Regions from separate parts of the Mus musculus genome. Here region 2 is linked to region 1. Evidence: chromatin contacts called from public Hi-C data. All regions are on one chromosome and are shown on one strand. The core of a region is the stretch at or near the end of the contact, and the rest is flanking DNA. Distances in the headings are between cores, read along the strand shown. Region 1 holds the start of Aoc2 (amine oxidase, copper containing 2 (retina-specific)). Region 2 overlaps Brca1 (breast cancer 1, early onset).

What was found. Hi-C and Micro-C count contacts between places; a contact is called where the count stands out from the background.
Region 2: a contact with region 1 is called in a Hi-C map of liver, with 2.4 times the contacts expected there. The contact joins the enhancer-like site here to the promoter of Aoc2 in region 1. A contact is called at or near these places in 2 of 39 promoter capture datasets (the SN4741 cell line and cranial neural crest), 2 of 484 Hi-C or Micro-C datasets (the AML12 cell line and liver), 7 of 115 datasets of contacts at active chromatin or transcription factors (the SCID.adh cell line, embryonic stem cells and pro-B cells) and 3 of 9 other capture datasets (adipose tissue, liver and pancreatic islet).

Annotation. Positions count from the first base shown.
Region 1 is chr11:101,323,326-101,327,830 of GRCm38.p6, forward strand. Aoc2 (amine oxidase, copper containing 2 (retina-specific)) reads left to right here and starts at 1,738. Exons shown (of 4, transcript NM_178932.1): 1 at 1,738-3,358. The coding sequence starts at 1,768. It overlaps Psme3 (proteaseome (prosome, macropain) activator subunit 3 (PA28 gamma, Ki)), which reads left to right. Exons shown (of 11, transcript NM_011192.4): 11 at 1-212.
Region 2 is chr11:101,516,039-101,520,659 of GRCm38.p6, forward strand. Brca1 (breast cancer 1, early onset) reads right to left here. Exons shown (of 23, transcript NM_009764.3): 12 at 1,233-1,404. Among named protein-coding and RNA genes, the nearest start is that of Brca1, 34 kb to the right of the region's middle. Within about 2 kb of position 3,098, at least 7 of the 459 cell types and tissues checked have an H3K27ac peak or open chromatin away from gene starts, as enhancers often do. A contact at or near this core is called in liver, where this site is marked.

The sequences.
Region 1 (4,505 bases), core at 488-2,987:
AAACCAATCGCATTTTCGTTGGGCAGTGCACCTATCCACCCTCAGATCCCTTCCAGCTGAGCCCCTCCCCTCCCCCCACCATGTGTTTCTTGGTTTTCCTTTTGTTTGATTGTCCCTCTGCCCCTCCTTCCTTGGATTGTAATGTAAAATTCTTTTACCATGTCAAGAAATTATTAAAAATACAGGTACTTTGACCTCTTTCTAAAGCTGCAGACCCTGGTGCTGTACTCTGGTGACTGAGGGACATAAGGGTCACACATGAGCATTCAGACACCCATCTTCACAGACACTCTGGCTAGCCTGTCGTGTGTGAACTTACTAGTTGAACCTTCATTCCTCTTCACAGTGCAAGAACTAATGGGAGGTGGTTCCTGCTGTGTGTTGACGCTCAATTGTGTGAAAGCTGCCTGTCTTCACCAGATTCCAGGTCCTTCCTGGTGATACCCTGAGCTGCCAGCAGAGGCTGCTGTGGTTATGTGTGGGACCAGCAGCTCGGGCTGACCCTGTCGATCCAGTCCTTTTCCTCCATACCAGCTTGCCTCTACATACATACATACATTCATACATACATACTTACTTCATACATACTTTTTTGAGGGAACTCCTGGTATTGGTTTATACTGACCCACAGTGCTCATAAGAGGCTTACATCCCTCTAAAATAACATGTCCTCACTTCCCTCCTGACAGTGAGACTCTTCATTGTCTATAGAGGTTTAAGGTCCCAGTAGGGGAGGGGCATCTACTCTATTCTATCCCAGAGTTTAGAGCCACTAGCTACCTGCTCTGCCTGCCTGCCTCCCTCCCTCCCTCCAGGGTTACTAAGCACTTGCTGTGTAAGGCTACATTTTAATCAAAAGCACTCCACAGAATACTTTTATGCTTTTTATATATTTATTCGGTTTTTTTGTTTGTTTTTTAAAGACCCTTCTCTGTGTAGCCTTGGCTGTCCTAGGACCGCTCTAAAGACCAGGCTGGCCTCAAACTCAACAGATCGGCTTGTCTCCTGAGTGCTGGGATTGAAGGCATATAGTACCTCTCCCTGGCTATGCTTTTTATTTTTTAAGGCAGGGTATCACCTAGGTTGACCTATAATTCACTCATGTAGCTTAGTTGAACTCTCAGCACTCCTCTTGAGTGTTGGTATTATCAGTATAAATGACCATGCCTCATGCGCCTTCATAGGGAAGAAATTCAGGATATGTAGCCCCTTTAAGGCTACATAACTTGGACTGGATCATTGTATAGACCTAAACACAGCTCAACCTCAACCAGTCGTCTCTCTGACTGGATAGAGTAAGGCCTGGGTCTCCCAAGTCAGGCACTCATTAGGTCCCAGGTAGAGCTGACTGCTCATTGCTGAGTTGGGCGGTGGGTCTGGGAACTGGGAATGTAATTCTGCTAAGAGGTGTTTTGTTAGTACTTGTGTGTTAGACAGGGAAAGGAAGGAGTGTGTATCGAAACTGCCTTCTCAGGTAGTTCAGCTCCATTACCCACCCCATCCCTCTCACCTGTTCTAAATGATGACACGTAGTAGTTAGTGACCATTGGCAGTCAAAGTTTAGGGACAGGAGCAAGCTATGTAATGTCTTGAGCCAGAGCACAAGACAGAAAATTGGAACAGAACTACATAAAGCACGATCAGAGATTTCCTGTCCAGCCCACAGGGTGGAGTTTAGTCCATTCCTCTCCATCATCCTGAATATAAGCCTGCCACAATGTCAGACACCGATGAGCTCTCAGGACGGGGGGAGCTTCAGTGCCAGCCATGAATCTCAAGGTGCTGCTGCTGCTTCTGGGGCTGTCTTTCCTCACTGTCTTTGCTCTGGTCTATGTCCTGCTGACCAGGCAAGGCAGTTTCAGCCAGTCTCCTCGATGCCCTTCCATACCTCCCAGAATTCATCCCTGGACACACCCTAGCCAGAGCCAGCTGTTTGCAGACCTGACCCCAGAGGAGCTGACAGCTGTGATGAGCTTCCTGACCAAGCACCTGGGGCCGGGGCTGGTGGATGCAGCCCAGGCTCGACCCTCGGACAACTGTGTCTTCTCAGTAGAGTTGCAGCTGCCTGCCAAGGCTGCAGCCCTGGCCCACCTGGACAGAGGGGGGCCCCCACCTGTGCGAGAGGCACTAGCCATCATCTTCTTTGGTGGACAACCCAAGCCCAACGTGAGTGAGCTGGTGGTGGGGCCCCTGCCTCACCCCTCCTACATGCGGGATGTGACTGTGGAGCGCCACGGCGGCCCCCTGCCCTATTATCGGCGCCCCATGCAGAAAACTGAGTTTGTTCAGATATGGAGGCATTTGAAAGAAGTGGAGCTACCAAAGGCACCCACCTTTCTGGCTTCTGTCTTGAACTACAATGGCTCCACCTTGGCACCTTTGCATTCTACTGCTAGTGGTTTCCATGCAGGCGATCGAGCTACCTGGATAGCCCTCTACCATAACATCTCAGGTCTTGGAGTGTTCCTTCACCCTGTGGGGCTGGAGCTACTGTTGGACCACGGGGCCCTGGACCCTGCCGACTGGGTAGTCCAACAGGTCTTCTACCTTGGGCATTACTATGCAGACTTGGCCCAGTTGGAATGGGAGTTTAAAGTTGGCCGCCTAGAAGTGATTCGGGTCCCTCTACCCACACCAGGTGGAGCTTCCTCCTTGAGGCCTAGAGTCACTCCAGACCCTCCTCTTCCCCCTCTTCAGTTCTCACTTCAGGGTCCCCAGTATAACATACAGGGAAACTCAGTGACATCTCCCCTCTGGACATTTACCTTTGGTCATGGGGTGTTCAGTGGCTTAAGAATTTTTGATATTCGGTTCAAGGGTGAGCGTGTGGCTTATGAAGTCAGTGTCCAGGAGTGTCTGACAGTTTATGGTGCTGATTCCCCCAAAACAATGACGATCCGGTACTTGGACAGCAGCTATGGGCTTGGTCTCAACAGCCGAGCTTTGGTTCGGGGGGTGGATTGCCCCTATCAAGCCACAATGGTGGACATCCATGTACTGGTGGGCACGGGGTCAGTCCAGCTGCTTCCAGGGGCTGTGTGTGTATTTGAGGAGGCCCAGGGACTGCCCCTTCGAAGGCATCATAATGGCATCGGGGGTCATTTCTATGGTGGTTTGGCCAGCTCAAGCCTTGTGGTCAGGTCGGTGTCATCAGTGGGCAACTATGATTACATCTGGGACTTTATGCTACACCCAACCGGGGCCCTTGAAGCTCGTGTCCATGCCACGGGCTATATCAACACAGCCTTCATGAGTGGAGGAGCTGAAAGTCTCCTCTTTGGGAACCGTGTGGGAGAAAGAGTGCTGGGAGCGGTGCATACACACGCTTTCCACTTCAAACTGGACCTTGATGTAGCAGGTGAGTTCTTAGCCTGAGCCTTGAAGGCTGGGAATGGGGCACAGGGCAGGAAGTCCCCAAATCAAGGAGTGAGCTCAGAAAGGTTCAGGGGGCATTCTAACCCCTCTGGGTATGGGAAGGGAGAAAGGATTGAGTGCAGCTGCACTCACAACTGGGTGTCTGGCCAAAGGGGAAAGGGGTTCTGCTAATTCCTACCCGCTGAGCCCCTCCCCCCCAGATTTGCAGTTGTAAAGCTAGTTTAGTTTAAGTATAATGACTGGGCCTGGCTGCTTTAGCCTTGAGAGGGACTCTGGGGAATGGACCCTGAGGGAACTGAATGGAGCTCCCCCCCCCGCCCGCCCCCCCCTAGATCTCCATTTTACACTTGGGGAAACTGAGGAAGGCAGGGGAGATGGGGTAGGAAGTCTTGGCATGTGCACATTGCACACTATACTTGTGCTTGCTTGCTTGGTTTCTTTTTTTTTTTTGGTGAGGGTAGAGGAGGTCAGGAAAAATAAGACTAACATAGTGGCAATAGATTCTAGTCTGACCTGTGTACTGTGAATCTCCAATTGGAAAATTCTTTTCAACAGCTCTGGTCATTAGAGAGCCAGCTACCAGTTACTAGGTTTATAGTGTGAGCATCATGGTCACATTTAAGGGAACCAAATGTCTGAAGCCTCAAGAATGTGATGAACTGTGTTGGATGATGTAGGGTTTGGATGCAGTGGGATTTAAGAAGCTCCTGGGTGATGGAAAGCTATGAATCATACTTTTGAAAGAGGCTGTCACTAGTGTCCCCTGTGCTGAGGGCTGGAGTCCTAGAACTGGGAGGAGCCTACAGGGACTGTGGGAGGGGCTTGAGTTTTCCAGGTCAGTTCAAGACAAATCTCTCATAGTCGGTAGTGTTTCCGTCAGCATGTGTGCTCTTCCGTGTATTGAGCAGAGCCATAAAACAACATTAGTTATATTTGCTGTAGACATTTAGAGAGTGGGAATCAGAAGCAAACTGTTCTAAGGCCTACTGGGTAGGCTGATGTTAGTAGAACCTTTGGCAAGAGCAGAAACATTTTGTATTTAGCCATATGTGGCTGCCAAGCAGCTAGCTAGCTAGCTTGCTTTATTATTTATTTATTTAAGGCTGTAACATTTCGTATCTAGCCTTATG
Region 2 (4,621 bases), core at 1,848-4,347, 190 kb after region 1:
AAATTGAGTTTCTCTTAATACATCAGCCTAAGGTAAGAAAGGCTCAACTCTGGAGTTGCTCATGACAGTCAAGTATTTTAGAAATGAGCCACAAAGGAACACTTTATCGGGAGACATTCAGTGGGAGCTAAAAACAAAACAACACAAACCTTCAACCAACCCTCTATTGTGTATGCCAAATATGAGGTAGTAGGTTTAGGCAGATATTCAAAGCCAGACACTAACAAGTCTTATCTTGTGTAAGAGCACTGAAAGTCCTGTCTATTTTCACAGTAATGACAGTGACAGTACCCAGAGATTACTGTATAGGGGATGGGACTCTGGGCTTCATTATCTGGTGATGAACTAAATGAAGATGCGCTTACAAAGAAAGTATTCAAGGAGAGAGCTTTACAAGCAGCTTCCCTTGCATGAGCTACTGTTTCTTTCTGAGCATGGAAATATGACAAGGCACGTGTGGAGACCAAGGTCACTTGACTGAATGATGAACAGACTTGAGTCCCTAATAGTCAAAGGAGGGCCTCAGGGTCCAGAGGACTGTACAGGAAGGGTTGCAGGAGGAACTTGAGCAGCAAGTCATGTAGGACTTCAGTGAAGAAACTCCGAGAAGGCTCACTGCCCTCATCTGTTCCTAAGCACCAACTCCTCCTGTGGGTGGCCTGCCGCACACCAGGATTCTCTAAATGAAAACTTCCCTTACTCCTGATCCCTCTGCCTCCACACCCCAACTGCTGGGATTACCAACATGACCACCAAAGCCCACTTTCTACTTGAAAACATAAGGTGAAGCTCCTGAAACCAAAGATCTCGTCTTATAAATCAGAAAACCCAGGAAGCAGATCTTCACTTTGTGATCTATCACTGTAAGGATTTCATCTGAATGGGTCTTATTTTCACATGGCTTTCTGAAATGATGGGGCTACCTATAACTACTCTCTAACAACGAAGTGCAAGAACTATTTCTATTTCCTATGGGGTCCATAGCATCTCCTTCTAAACACCCAGAGAAGAACATGAATTAAGATTCCCTTGGGTCCCTCTCAGTGGCACAGCTCTCGTGAGCAGGGACTAGGTCTAAGGTTCCCAAGTTACTCGTGGAGCAACTCAGTAAACCTGCACTGAGCAAAGATCACACAATGTTGGAACTCAGTCCTCACTCTTCGAAGGAAACAGAGGGTCGAGGGAGGGAAGAAGTTTGCTTGTAACACTGGCATTTGTTCAGCACTACACACCTGCTCCTGACATGTTTGGTTCCAGATCTGGCAGGTCTTCCAGGGCACAAGGGTCCGCTAGGAGGGAAGGGGAGTGGCCAGAAGGCTGGTTCCCACGCTGCTCCAGCACAGCTTCCAGGTGAGCCATTTCCTGCTGCAGCTTTATCAGGTTATACTTCATGGTCGCCCGCTGCTGCAAAACCAAACAAGAACACCAAGAAAGTTATATACTCTGAGAGATGTGCCACGAAGTAAGAATATGTCACAGCAATTAATTTTAGCATGGGAGCTGAGATCACCTAATATGGAATTATGAGTTCTGGCTGAATACCCTTTAATCCAACCATACTCATGTGGTTAATGACCTTGCAATTGTTTGAAAATGATGTTGGAGGAGAGTGCACCCTCGAGCTCTTCCAGATAGATCTGCTTCACTGTAGCTCCTCATTTTCTTTTAAAGATGGGGGACAGACTGGGGTAATTACAGTACTTTAAGCTTAAATTCACAAGAATCTGTTCACAAACTATATAAACTGTGTTCTAAAGACTCGCTACTGTGAGATAAGACATTTAATTAGTCTACAAAATGCCTAGTTAAAAAATTTTTTTTAAGTTCAGGTTTATGAATGATTTATCTCCATGTGCGTGCCCGATGCTCTCAGAGGTCACGGAAGGGCATTGAAGCCATCAGCTGGAGCTGAATCCAGGTCCTCTGAACTGAGTGGTCTGTTAACCACTGAGCCCCTTCTCCAGCCCCATTTATTTATTTCTTATTATTTTTAAAATTTAAAAATGTATTTGTAGCTGAGTGAAAAGATACATCGCTGTGCTTAGATCCAAGTAAATTTAGTTTTTACATGGATTCAGTGTTGAATAATTTCCTACGATGTTCTAGAAAGCCTATAACAAGTTGCTGTTTTCTTTTTCTTTTCTTTTTTATAAAAGATTTATTTATTTATTTATTTATTTATTTAACGTGTGTGAGTGCACTGTAACTGACTTTCAGACACACCAGAAAAGGGCATCAGATGCCATTACAGATGGCTGTGAGCCACCATGTGGTTGCAGGGATTTGAACTCAGGGCTTTTGGAAGAGCAGTCAGTTATCTTAACCGCTGAGCCACCTCTCCAGCCCAAATTACTGTTTTCAATTCAAGAAAATGAACTCTTCTTTCCCATAGGTTCATACTGTTTACTGATCCACCTTAAGACGTAATCTAGCTACCTTTAATCCCAGTACTTGGGAGGTAGAGGCAGGTAGATCTTTGTGAGTTCAAGGCCAGATTGCAGAGTGGTCTACAAAGTGAGTTCCAGAATAGCCAGAGTTGTTACACAGAGAAACCTTGTCTTGAAAGCAGAAAACAAAACAAACAAACAACAACAACAACAACAAAACAAACAAAAAAAAAGAGTAATTTCAGCTAAGCATAATAGCTTTAATAGCAGTAGTTGAGTTGAGTTGAGGCCATCCTGGTCTATATAGTGAGTTCCAGGATAGCCAAGACTACACAGTGAGATCCTGTCACAGACAATCTAGCAAGTCTAAGGTATTTGACAAGCAAAGGATGTGGACAAATAAAGAATTTCCCAATATGTATGTCTCTTCATCACTTTTAGAAGAAATGCCGATGCTAGGTTTTCAGCTGCTGGAGGGGAACAAAATCTGTTTCACCTTCTCTGTCTTTTGACCTTGAAAGTGACTTTGCTTTCCACTAAAATCAAGCCATATTCTTCCTACAGCTATGATAAATTCATAGTTCCCAGGAGAACTTTATGATGAAAAAACCAAATAAACAAAACGTAATTTCGAGCTTTACAAAGGTTCCCACTGCTACTGAGACTGTAATGCTGCCAACATCTGCAGTGCCACCAATGCCACCACGTGGTACCCGTGAGTACTGACATCACTGATCAAATCCTAGCCAAGGCCCCACACAGATATCAGACCAATTCTTTAAAAGCTGAATTAATAACACTCACAGCTATGCCATCTAACTTCCACATGGCCAGTAAACATACCAGAAAATCAGAAAGAAAAGTAATCGGACCACTACTGCAGTGGCTTTTCCTACAGGAAGGAATGTAAAACTTAAGACAATTCTACTATAGGTATAGGTGCTCAAATGCACCAGGGAGGACAAAGCCAGACAGGTTACCACGTTTATCTCTTTACATCAAGAATCCTTTTTCCAAAAGGGCCTCAAATGGCGTAACACAGCTCAGTTAATAAGCTAGTATTTTTCAGCGCTAAAGAACTTCGTCATTACTGCCCTCAAGTCAAAGTTCAGATTCCTAGATAAACCATTCCAAAGTCTGAGGACAGCTTGATCCTATCTGTTATTGACGCCCAGCATTTCCCATCAGCCCAGCTTTCTAGAGACACTAGACTGCTCAGTGGCGGTCCCTATGCATTCAGGCCATCTGTATCTTTGCCTCAGTTCCCACATCCCCTCTTTTCCCATTTGGTAATCTTTTCTAATCTTTCAAAGCCCAGCAATACCTGTCTATCAGGACAGCAGTGTGCCTCATTACGTGGCTCAGGCTGCCAAAGCATCACTACATTCAGGGGAACACACAACTTCCCTGATGGGAGGAGGAATCCTTGTTGATTTTGTGTTCTTTTTGTTTTGAAGAGCGGTCTATGTATCCTCGGCTAGCTTCAAAGTTGAGATTCCCCTGTCTAAGCTTCCCTCACACTGGGAATGCCAAGGTCATGGGCGTACAAGGTATGCAACCCTAAGTCCCGTACCACTGCCCATCACAGAGGAACTTCACAGCCAGTGTTTAATATGAAAATGGACAAATGAATTAAATCTTTGAGTTACAAAATGGGGGGGGGGGAGGTAGGAGGGTTGGCAAGATGGTTCAGTGTGAAAAGGTACTTGCCACCAAGCCTAATGACATGAGGTTAATCCTTAGGTCCTACATAGTGGGTGGGAGGAGACAATCTTGCACCTTCACTGCACACACACCCACACTACACATATACTATACACACACCATGAGCATCACAAAGTATATCAGTGATTCCACATGAGGCACTCTGTATCATCTCTTACCCTTCAGTTCTATATGAACATAGGGAAAGTCCATTGCAATCATTTTGCTTGTCCGTGCAACTCAACATCAAAGCTACCTGTCTTGAATAGATACTTGATATAAAAACACTTAAAACAATGAATCCTGATCAAATAATGAGCATCTTTCTGGGAATAGGATCAGAGACCCAAGAAACAACACAGTAGTGTATTGAATGTCAGATTTAATACAGTATGGCTAAGACAGATGGAATAAAAAGCTGAAACTTAAAAAACAAGCAGCTAAGGGACAGAATTAGGTGACAGACATATTGACAGAGCCCCAAATAAATCCAGAAAGGACCATGAGAAGATTTAAGTCTTTTAATCAAT